Regions from separate parts of the Sus scrofa genome. Here region 1 is linked to region 2. The links are chromatin contacts, called in public Hi-C maps. All regions are on one chromosome and are shown on one strand. Each heading gives the region's core, a stretch centred on a gene start, on an enhancer-like site or on the middle of the called end of the contact. The rest is flanking DNA. Distances are from core to core; before and after follow the strand shown.

Evidence for each region. Hi-C and Micro-C count contacts between places; a contact is called where the count stands out from the background.
Region 1: a Hi-C map of omental adipose tissue shows a contact between it and region 2, with 1.7 times the contacts expected there. The contact joins the promoter of ACVR2A here to the enhancer-like site in region 2. A contact is called at or near these places in 10 of 47 Hi-C or Micro-C datasets (alveolar macrophages, embryonic fibroblasts, fetal heart ventricle and 5 more) and 1 of 2 datasets of contacts at active chromatin or transcription factors (skeletal muscle).

The regions. Positions count from the first base shown.
Region 1 is chr15:4,254,537-4,260,824 of Sscrofa11.1, reverse strand. ACVR2A (activin A receptor type 2A) reads left to right here and starts at 1,769. Exons shown (of 11, transcript NM_001204765.1): 1 at 1,769-1,845. The coding sequence starts at 1,791.
Region 2 is chr15:4,193,866-4,199,584 of Sscrofa11.1, reverse strand. The region is part of intron 4 of ACVR2A (activin A receptor type 2A); the gene reads left to right. Among named protein-coding and RNA genes, the nearest start is that of ACVR2A, 62 kb to the left of the region's middle. Within about 2 kb of position 2,899, at least 4 of the 83 cell types and tissues checked have an H3K27ac peak or open chromatin away from gene starts, as enhancers often do. A contact at or near this core is called in omental adipose tissue, where this site is marked.

The DNA of each region.
Region 1 (6,288 bases), core at 520-3,019, 62 kb before region 2:
AAAATGGGGAAGAAGACACAAGACCTCCCACCCCCCCACCTTCATGGAGCTCGCTAAAGTGTGGTAAATGACAAAGCTAGTACCGTTAATACTCTCTTCAGTTAGTGTTCTGTAACCAACTTTGAGTACAGCACATAATGTGAGCGTCCTGAGAGAGGGAATCCTACTTTACGTTTTGGATCCCATTCCGTGCCTAGCACAGCACCTTGTAAGCAATCAACTTGAATTAAGGAGTACAAACAAGCCCTAAAATAACGAAAATTTAAAAAGTAAACACTCGAATGACCATCAAATATGTCGATCGAAATCCTCAGGTTTTCTCTTCAGCGTGTAATAATATTTGAGAACCTATTACATGCAGAACAATTCTCAGCACAAGGCTTTGTATGTAAAAGGAATGGTGGGAATGGATTCGTATTGCACATCGTGATAACTGCGGTGGAAATCTTTGACCGGGTGGACAGCCCACCCTCTGCGAGGCCATCCCCACCCCCTTCCTTTTCTTTTTAAGACAAAACGCTTAAAACAGAAGCCACAGGGGCGGGAAGCACGAGACGACTGAGGGTACAGACACTGGCTGCGGCAGCTCGGCAGCGCGGAGGACCGACTACCACACCTCGCTTCCCCGCGCCTGGAATCTCAGAGCGGACGAGGCGTCCCCCCAGAGGAAAGACAGGGCGCCGCAGACGCCCCCGCGGAAGAGTCACCCGCCCCACCCCGCCCTGGGGTCCTGTTCCTCTTGAGCTCCCTCTGACCCTTCGGGCGTGCGCTCCGTAGAGAGGCCAGGGGAGCACGATTTGGAAACCAGGCGCTCGAGATCGGGACGAACCTCCATCCGCCCGCCCACTCGAGCTCCACGGCCCAGCAGGCCGAGCAGGCCGGACGACGAGGCCTCGCGGTATCGAGGCTCCGTCCGCCCCGCCTCCTCACCCTCCTGCCGGCCCCGCCCTCGCTCTCTCATCCCTCCCCCTCTCCCGCCTCGCTTCCCCGACAATCTCCTCGCGCTCCCGGCCCGGCACGCGCGCTGCGCCCGGCCACCGCCGCCACTGCCGCCGCCGCCGCCACCGCTGCGGAGCGTTCCTTCACGGTGCCCGGCTTCCAGCTTCGGGCCGGAACCGGAAGTTTAGGGGGCGGGGCCGGCAGAGGCCAGGGGACCGAAAACGCGGCCGAGCCCGGAGCCTGGAGCCGGAGCCAGAGCCTGGACCAGAACTTGGCCGCCGCCTGCGCCGCCGACGCCCGCCGCTCCTTCCCCGTGCTGCCGCCGCCGCCTCCTCGGGCGCCGCCGCTGCGAGCTCAGCCGCCACTGGTCCGCGGACTTTGGGTGTCCGGGTTGAAGGTCGGTCCGGACGTCGGACCCAGCTCGGTTCCCGGACTGTCCGGGCGGCAGCGGACGTCGCCGCCGCCGCCTCCTCGTCGCCTCAGCCTGGCGTTTTGTTCCGAGAGACCCGAGAGGCGAGCGGAGCTGACAGTGATTTTGACAGTGATTTAAACCCGCTTTTGTTGTTGTTGGCTTTTCGTTGTTTGGTTTTGTGTGTTGTGATTGTGTGTGGCGGTTTTTCCCCCGTGGTGCATTTTTTTAAATTGTGCTTTCTTTATTTTTAAATTTTTTCCTTTTTTTTTTTGACCCCGTGAACGTTATTTTTTTAATTTTTTTTTTTTTTTTTTGGTCGGGGCTTCCGAATATGTTTTATGACGGTTGATTTTACACCAGGAGGTTTGTCTCTGAGGAAGACCCAGGGAACTGGATATCTAGCGAGAACTTCCTACGGCTTCCCCGGCGCCTCGGGAAAATGGGAGCTGCTGCAAAGTTGGCGTTTGCCGTCTTTCTTATCTCTTGTTCTTCAGGTAGGTGCACGGAGCGCGGCGCGGCGGGGCTGCTGCCGCCGCCGCCGCTGCTGGCGGCCGCGGTTGTCGGTGGGTCGGCGAGCTCCCGTGGACCTTGAGGAGGTTTCCCCGCACCCCGAGCCCCTCGGCTGCCACCCGCCAGGTCCGACTGTGATCTGGAAACCTCCATGAATTTTTCTGGTTTTGAGTTAGGTTGGCGAACTGATTGGAGTGACTGCTCTGTTGTGGAAGTGAGAAAGTCATGGTTTGTGGCCATAACAGTGGATGACAGCGCTGGTTGGGTTGTAATTAAGCCGCAAATACCACAAGTGACAATTTGTGCAAAGGTTTGAGACCCGAAAGGCGTATTCCAAAATGTCATTTAGTATGACATCCTCTGAGATAAGGGTGGTTTTTATTTTTTTAACGTCTTTTAATTAGTACTTCAGTGACTATCACGACAGAGATCAAGTCAGTTGCTGCTTAATTTTGACCGTGAGAAACAATGCATTCTACCAGCAGTTTCTTCTGCGTCTCCCCTCACATTTTCTTCAACTTCAGTGTCCAGCAGTGTTAAAAATAGTTGTAGTTGTTGTTGGAGTATTAACAATAACCCAGTGCAGAAGAGGTATGCTGCTGTGTGTTGGGAATGTGCTGGCTTTCAACCACCATTTATGTGCTCTTTTCTGGCATAGATTTTGCTTACCTACGAATACTTATTTTAAACGCGTTGTATTGAAGCATTGTTTTCGGTTTAGAACAGCCCATTTGAAATTGTGCATACTGTCACATACACTATAGTCATAAAATTCGTTTTGGCCCAAGGTTGGAAGAATAATCTGGCCCCTTTATATTTGAAATTTTGATTTTGTGAGAACATTCTGTGGTTGCAACCAGTGGTTGGAAAACTATGTAGTCTTTTGTATTTGAAATTCTGTAAATGAATACAGCATCTAGCTCAAAAGGTGTGCAAATGTGCATAAGAGGAGAGTTCGCTTGATAGATGGAGCAATTTTAAAGTGGCAATGGATCTATTTTTTACAAAATTCAATATTCAGTTACCAGGTTGTGAGATAGAATTATAGGGGGACAACGAATTGACAGGTTTCATGGCCATGTCTTTATCTCCTTTGCCACAGGGAAATAAGAGGGTGGTAGTCTTTTCTTTGTGTACCTCTGTGGTGTGTGTGTTTGTGTGTATGTCCTTGTCCATCCGTCCTCCCTGCCCCCCCCTTAATAGAATCTTTTGTGATGTATAGAATTTTGCTGAATGGTACATTTCCTTGTGGTTAATAAATGGATGAAGTCTGGTCTTATGTCTATAGTGGTATTGATCAGTTCCGGGTGGGCTGAATGTGTTGTGAAATGGCGATCATTGCCAGAGATTAACCAAAAGAATCATGTCTGTTTAAATGGAAGAAGGAACATGCTTAAGGCAGGCTGACAGTTCTTTTTGTGTGTGGTTTGGGAAGGAAGATAAACAATGGTGTTTCTGAAATGAATGAATACTAGATAACATTAAACCTCTTGCTTTTGTGACATAACTTAACCATGTAGTTTTTATTATTCCTGTAGTACTCTTCCTCCTCTGCTCCTATATGTTCTGGTTGGTGAACTCCTCTTGTTCAGATCCCTTTTTCTGATCTCCTGCCCTTGAGGAGGAGGGGCATCATGGCCACTGACCAAGGACTTGTGGACATTATTTTCTCCCAGACCCTCCTGAGTCACACTAATTGGTGAAGCAGGCTATTCTTGAGCATTCTCCAGGTATTACCTCTGGAAAAGCAGGCTGTCAACTACAGATCTTACAGCTTCTTCTGCTTGGCTTGGGAGTAAAAAGAATGGAGCAGTTAGTTTCTTGTAGGGTTTTTTCCACTGGGCCAGGAGGTTAATAGCTAAAATTTTAAAGAATTTTGTTGCTATAGAGCACATAGATATTGCACTTACATTACTAATTAAGTATTGTTGCATAGTTTTTTAAATAAGTAATCCTAGCTGAACTAAAATATAATTCTGTTGAAGATACTGAAATCTTAGACTTTAATCCATATTTATACATGAAGATTTTTAGTACTTAAAATGTCTGATTTTTTAAAAGGGCTTTTGTTATGCATCAAGTGCACTCTAAAAAGGATTATTATTTTTCCTTTCCTAATTGATTTTTTTCTATGTAATCTGTAATCTAGCCTGGTGAAGCATGAGGATGGCTACTTTTATGAGATTTAAAAATTTTCTCAAGTTTTTTTTTGTTTATCAATATTTGATTTTTAAAAAATCAAGTGAAGAACAGTAGTAAAGAACAGTTTTATTTCAGGTGCTTAGGATTTTTTTTTTTCTTTTTTTTAGTATTTTGTGGATGTTGATTTTTCATTTTCCATCCCATGGTATGTATACTGGAGATTGGTTATGAAGACTATTTGTGTAGGATATAACCAAGTGTATGATTCTCTCCTCTCATTCTAGAGGAAACATTCTTGAGTTTTGCCCTCATCCTGAAATACCTTCAGATTCCCTTTGATTTCAGTTTTTTTCACCCCTCTTATCCTTCCTCAGATTCTGTTTCAAAACACAAATCTACTTCTTAGTTGTTTTGTGTTTAAAGCATTGTGGTTAATTTGAATCGTTCTCCAAATTTATTAAAATGTGAGGATGAGTTTAATACTTGCTCTAATACTTAGGGTTATCTTACCTAGAGTGATGCAGCTATTGTGGTATTTGAATTGCATTGAACAAGTTGAGAATTCCTTTGGATTTTGTGGGAACTGGAACAGTCTGGTCCACATATTTGATGAAATAAGAAATGTAAATCAAGTAATTTTGTGCATTTTCTTTAGTTCAGCTAGTTAAAACTGTGTGTATGTGCTCACATGGATGTGCTCATTTCTGTGAGAAAGTGTATATGTGTTTGGAGGGGGAGTTGGCAGTACAGTGAGTCTTCTGGAGTTTGACTAACAAGTGATAGATATTAAATCCTTTTTTTTCTAAAAGGCAGAATCTCTTAAATGTAATCTGTGGTCAAGTTCAATATATTGGAAGATTAAGACCAGAAGAAAACAACACTTCCCTCTCCAATTCATTTTGAATTTTTTTTTCTATTTATGATAGGCCAGTAGTTCTCAAGCATGTGTGACTTTTGCTCCCAACCCCAGCCCCCACCTCCCACCTCTACCCCAGGGGACATTTGGACACATATTTGGGTTGTAACAACTATGAGGGAGGAGGGAGGTTTGCTACTGGCATCTAGTGGGTAGAGGATGGGGATGCTGCTAACCGTCCTGTAATGCACTGGAGAGCCTTCCACAACAAAGAATTATCTGGCTCAAAATGTCAATAGTGTTGAAGTTGAGAAGCCCTATAGTTAATTCTTAATTTTAAAAATTATTAGTATATTAGCAAAAGGACTCTGCTGTCCCTCCCGCAGTTAGTCATCTAAATTTTATGAATGCATGGTATTAATGATCTCCAAGTGACCTTGTATTGAGAGTTTTCATCTTTTCATTATCTTTTAAAATTAGAATGACTAGAAAAATAAACTACATATACACGTTATTTCATCCTGTTATACTGTAAGAAAAATATTTTGCTGTTAATGGATAAACTTTCTCCAAACACTTGTTATGATGAAATGCTCATGAAGACTGCGTATTCATTGATATGATGAATGATAGGTCAGGGTATCAAGTTTAATTATATTTGCTTTTGCTTTTCATCCAGTAGTTTCTTTGCTGTAATAATCATCTTTAATACTATTTCCTTTTATCCTTATTGAAATCACTGTGCGATGTGGTGGCAGGGGTGTGTGTGTGTGTGTGTGTGTGAGAGAGAGAGAGAGAGAGAGAGAGAGAGAGAGAGATTAATATGGTGCCTGGAAGTTTTGTAAATTTCATATAGCGAAATATTTTTATTATTACTTGTTCTCTAAATGGTTTCAAGGTGTAAATTCAGGGATTTTTGTTGTTGTTGATTTTTTTTTAGATTATTTCCTTTATCTAGCAAACTTTAATTTCAAGAAACTTACAAAATGATTTCTTAATTACATAATTTTCTTGAGAATCATTATCTGGGTTTTGGTTACCATTAGACCCATTTGGGCTATACTACTAAGTAACATTCTATGATCTCTTGCGGACCCTTGTTCTTTTTGAGGTTAAAATTTCACCATAATTAATACTTGATTACCTTATTTTGAACCCTGGTGTTAAGGAAGCTAACCCAGCCAGCCAGCGTAAGAATTACAGTGAAATTTTTAAAATAGGTAGCACTACACTACAGGGAGGAAAAATTTTGAAGTTCCTCCCACAAAAAATATGCAAATAAATCTCATACTCATACTGTCTTTGTAACACACCTCCCAGATATTTATCTCTGGTCCTGACATTTTCACCCTTTGTGTCCAGACTCATTGTTTCACGAGCAATAAAGCGTAAGTAAACCAAATGAGATTTTAATAATCTTTAAATTGTC
Region 2 (5,719 bases), core at 1,650-4,149:
GTGCTTGGCGAATGTTACGTGCTCAGTAAGTATTAGCTGTTAATTGCCAACAAGCTCGAAATTGTACTCCAGAGGAATAATTTTTTGAAGCCATTGATTTCATTATCAAAATTGATTTATTGAAATCATTTTATTTGAAATTAATTTTGTATAGTAAAAAATTTCATTTTTGAATATTCTGTGCAGCACTATGCATAGCACTTTACACATATTAACTCATGTAATCTTTCTATTAATACCCAATGATATGGGTTCTGTTTTATTAAGTCCATTTTATAGACAAAAAAATCAAGACACAAATACGTACTGTGACTTAGCCTAGAGTCAGTGTGCTGAATGGTAAAGCCTGAGCATTTATGTCCAAGGATTGTTGTCCATTGAAGTAATCTTAATTGAATGGGTTATTTCAATAAATAATTAGGTCAGGTCCATAAAAAACTAAAGTAAGATAAAGGGAGGGATCTGAGTACATATATTTCATTTAAAGTAGCTTTTGTAGTGACTGTGTATATAGCCTTGCAGATGAACATAACCATTTCACCACATCACAATTTATTAATTATAGCATCATCTTTTTCTTTTTTTCAGTTCTACTTGAAGAATACAAATGCTAAATAAAAATGAAATTTCTTCTATACCCAGTAATAGACCTGATGCCTCTGAGCAGCAGCCAAAAGAATGGGCATTCCTATTATCTCTTTCAGACTTGTAGCCCTAGTGCTGACTATCCTGAGAAGCTAATCACTTAGGGAACTTATTTACCTTGGTCTGTCTTTGCTTTCCTTCCATGAGGAGTTAGATGAGGGAAACTCTGGGTAGTAGGAGTTGATATATCACACAGGAATTTTGAAGATCTAATTGGATAGAATCATGGCTGTGCATTTGACAGTCAGTATCAACGTTATTGAACCTGTTAATGTATACTCTCTTGCTGTCCCTAGCTCAGAAACATTTGTCCTGATAACACATATTCTTTCTTTGCACATTTTATTTCTTTCTGCTTGGTAATTGTCTTTTTAAAAATTAGCAATTGTAGCGAGTTTCCCTTGAGGCTCAGTGAGTTAAGAACCTGACATCATGTCCATGAGGATGCAGGTTCGATCCCTGGCCTTGCTCAGTGGGTTAAGGATCCGGTGTTGCCACAAGCTGTGGTGTAGTTCAGAGATGTGGCTCTGATCTGCTGTGGCTGTGGCTGTGGTGTAGGCCTGCAGCTGTAACTCATATTTGAACCCTAGCCTAGGAACTTCCATATGCCACAGGTGTGTCCCTAAAAAGGAAAAAAAAGGAAAAGAAAAAAAAATTAGCAACTGTAAAATTTCTTAGAAAGTATAATAATTGGATGATTAAGGGGAGACATTTAGAATTTGTCAGTTTTCAAATACTTTGGGTGGGGAAGGGGGTGCTTATTTCTTCTTGATCATCCTAAGAAGTTGAATAAGGTATTAAAAATTTGTATATAAATGTCTTGAAATGGTTTAAATAGAGAAAATTTATAGTAAATATCATATATATATTTATAGCATATAGACTCCTTATTTCTAGAAAAATTTCTTTGTATTCTAGTTCTGTATATCTAACTGCTTACTAAATATCTCCTATTAGATGTCTCTGAGCGCTAACATACAAGGGTAATGATGATCTCTCTCAAACCTGATTCTCAGTAAATGGAACCAGTAACCATTTGGTTGTACAAGTCAGAAATCTGGGGTGTATATCCCAGTACTGTTTTTCATACCTATGCTGCCTTATTCCATTTCTCAAGGATTCTCTCCTTAGGAAAACCTCTTATTTACCTGTCCAGTATAAGTTAGGTTTTTCCTTACAGGTGCTCATGGTAACTAAATTCCTTTTCTTTGCTCTCATTTTATAATTATGCATTCATTTGATTAGTCTTTCTTCCCCACAATATAGTAAACATCATGAGAGTCTAGGTAGTCAGTGTCTGGTACAAACTAGGTGCTCAGTAAAGATTTGTTGAATGAATATGAGTATTCATTCCTTTCTGATGTTTGTCAATAGTTATTTTTTTTTTCCCCTTAAGGAATAAGCAGCAAGTGTCTTTCTCATCGAGCAATCTAATTACTTGACATTAGTGTGCTGATTTGGTTTTTACTCTTATCTCCAGTCACAGTGCATGATATTCAAGTTTTATTTTCGAAGTTGTGAATCTAAGACTATTTTGGTTACTTTTTATCTGTTTGTGTATTTGGTGAATTAATTTTTTTTGGATTATGTTTTGACTCATGTTTTGTAACTTAAGTTTATGCATTGGGACCTGTTGTTGATGTCTGTGGCTTGAATCATTCTATAGCTTATTCTAATATTCGTTTACTGAAAAGTATATTGAGCAAAATACACTTTTTAGTAAGATGCATGAAACAGCAGCTACTTGCACAGTGTTATTACAGTGGCATCTTGATCTCTGAAAGCACCAGTATGAAAAGAAAATCTGAGAGATGTTTAAGCTTTGGGAAGCTATAGTCTAGTTACTCACTTGGCATGTATTTCTTTCAAGAGAGGAATTTTACTTTGGAGTACTGATAAGATGTTTTGATACTAGGATTAGCTAAACCTTTTAGATGAATTAGAAATAGTCCTGAATCTTTACGGGAGAAGATCAAGAGGCAAAAAAAAAAAAAAAAAAAAAACCCAAACAAACAAACAAACAAACTAAGCAACTGGTACATAAAAATGAGTGGTCAAATCTTTTTCATCATTGCTATTGTTCTCTGTAGAAATACTGAAAACTGAGAAATAAGTGCTTGGAGGTATTCGAAGCTTTTACTGGTTTAAATTAGTGCTTTTGCCTCTTTGGGGATGACTGGGGGAATGAAAATCTAGTTCTTTATCAGTATAGGGGTCCTGAGCTTGAAAATTATGTATAGATACTTGCTTGAGTTCTTCACTCTGGTTGTGGCTGGGGAAGCAGGTCTGATATGTCACTGTTTTCTATTCAATTCTGATCTTATTCTTCCCGTGTCCTAGTGTATTATTTGTATTTCACACACTCACAGAGGCACCAGAAACATTTTTCTGTCTCACTGTAAGCAGTCTCCTGTCTTTCATGAGAGTAAAACCTTTCAGGAAGTTGGAGATTCTAGATTATTACATCAACTGTCAGTGATCTGAGAAAACTTTCTGTGTAAAAATTTCTTGTGCTGCTTCTACAGTTTTTGTTAAAGACAATACTGCCCTCTGGTGTCCAGAATCCAATTTCAATGCGTAGATTTTCAAACTGCTTTTTTTTACTCTTATAGTTTAGACCCCAGAATTCCTTAGAAAATTAAGTAACAGTTATTTAAAGATTTGTTTTAGTTTATTCCCTGGCTTGAAATCCATTGGATCAGGTAACTTGGGGTCATACTATAGACATCAATATAACAATACTTCTTATCTGATAGATAATATCCAAGATTTTTTTAAATATATTACTTTCCTCTGTTTATAAGGAAAGTGTTCTTAATTCTCATTTGAAAAATATGATACATTCAATCATTGACAACTTTTAAAAAGCTAAATCATTATTCTCTTTCCTTCACTTTTGTAATTTGTGTCATTTTTCATTTCATTCCGGATATAAATCGTAATTTCTTTTGCCTGTGTTTTTTCTTCACAAGCACGCCTTTCATATAATGATAGAGGTAAGATTCATTGATATTTATTTTATGGTTGTGGAACTTTTTGTGGATGCATACAAAACATTTTTTTCTTAGATTTTTGTTGTTGTTGCTTTATTGTGCATCCTTTATAGTTTATAAATTTATGTTATAGTTTTTCCCGCCGCTTTTAGTATTAAAAACTTGATTGATTTGCCACAGTAATAGTTTTTGGTCCTAAAGTATTGTTAACAGTGTTTATACTTATCTAAGGTGAAATGTAGAAACAACTGTTTTAGCTGGTTAGATGTTAACACATAATGGATATATTTTTAGCTTTGAAAACCTTATATTGGTTATTTTTATAGTATGTCATTAGCTTAAATGCCAGCATGTACTCATTTTTAACAGGGGCTGACTTTCAGGTCGAACACATTATCTTTCAATGCGAAATCTATATTTTCAGGTAGTTTTTTTCATCTTTAGCATCTTGAACAAGTGGACTAGCTAGAGAAGTGGTAACTTGATCTTTTGCTGTCTGCAAATTTAAGGCTTTATTTAGATTTAGAACTCACTTTTCATTTGGAGAAGTCAGGATAAGTAAAATGATCGCAGACTGCTTTACATCTCTTCATTTCTAGTCGTTTATTCCACTATTGGTTATAGTAATGATCCTGAGTAGTGGTGTTGGAGTGGGGGACACTTTTTCCAGCTATTGTCCTTTGTTGCTTCTCAACATGATGTCTTCTGATGCTGTAATTTTCATATATAAACAAGAAGAGATGTAATCAAAGCCATGTTCTAGTGCATATCTTTTTAACTGTGCAAAATAGCATGGACACTGCAAGAAAACTGGAACTTAGTAAATGTTTTCAGGAATTTTATAGTCCTTATAGTTGCCCCTCTAAAAGTGGTTTTTCTTTGTAGCAGGACAGAGCCATGTTTTATGGGTAACATCAGAATGTTGTCATTATGAGGTTTAAGTCAAATTTGTCTCCCCAGGTGTTCATGTATTTTAAAGGTATAAATCTTCATTCCTAGAAACAAAAATTGAGTTTTTAGTAAATACATTAGTAAAATGGTGCTAATAAACTGGAAATCATTTCTAATATTCTTGGATTATTGGATAAGTAAAAGCTAGATATGAGAAAGGCTGTTAAAGCTTCCTATAAATGAAGTGAAGGGCTGAAAAGTATGAAGTAGGAGAATATTCTAATAATTTTTTATTAAAAAATCAAAAAAGTATATTGAAAGCTATAATGATATAGAGTTCTTTTGAACCTAACCTTTTAAGAATTATAGAGTATTATTTAAAAATACATATCGTTTCTAAAAGTTTTGACACTTCAAAGGAATGTGTCTTTGTAGACCTTTTTCTCACTCTTTGAAAGTTGGCCATTGTTCTCCTTAATTTAAGCTTTTTACTTATAGGTAATTTTGACAAAGCATATTATCAGGCTGTTATGATATAATCCTGACTGTAATGGTAATATCATTAGGAGAATGATCTAAGATTTCTTACTGAAATAATGGTAGCTTAGAAACTTTCTAAGCAGAGTCTTGAAAACTTATGGGAACTCTGAAGTTTATATATACATTCGAAAAACATACAGTGATTTTTTTTTTTCTAAGCATAGGCATTGGAAATTATTGTTTCCTAAAACTAAGGTTAATATTTTATTAAAGTCATATTTTGAATCTCTGACACATTCTTAATTTGGGGTGTGGATTGAGTTATCTAACCCCTATTTTATAGACTGAATCATATTCATGTGGTTAGTCCTCTTTGGAATAGAGAATGGGTAATGTGTATGTTATCTAGGGAGACGTTATCAGTCAATTTATAAAAGTTATTTAAAAATCTTAGTGTTTAAGTATAATGACATATTATTTTTGGTTATTTTTCCTCTTTAGCTTTTAACCTTTGTCTTCATACTTTAGTTTTTAGCATCCCTGCTTTGAAAATAGGACTTTTCTAACTTATTTCTTCTAAAAGAGGGGAAATTGTTGACTTTATAAAGTTTTTCAAACTGAATTTTTTCTGTTTATTTAGCATAATTATTCTTTTATGCATGTATCTAATAATTCTTGGACTTTGAGCACTGAGTGGTTTCATTTGCCTC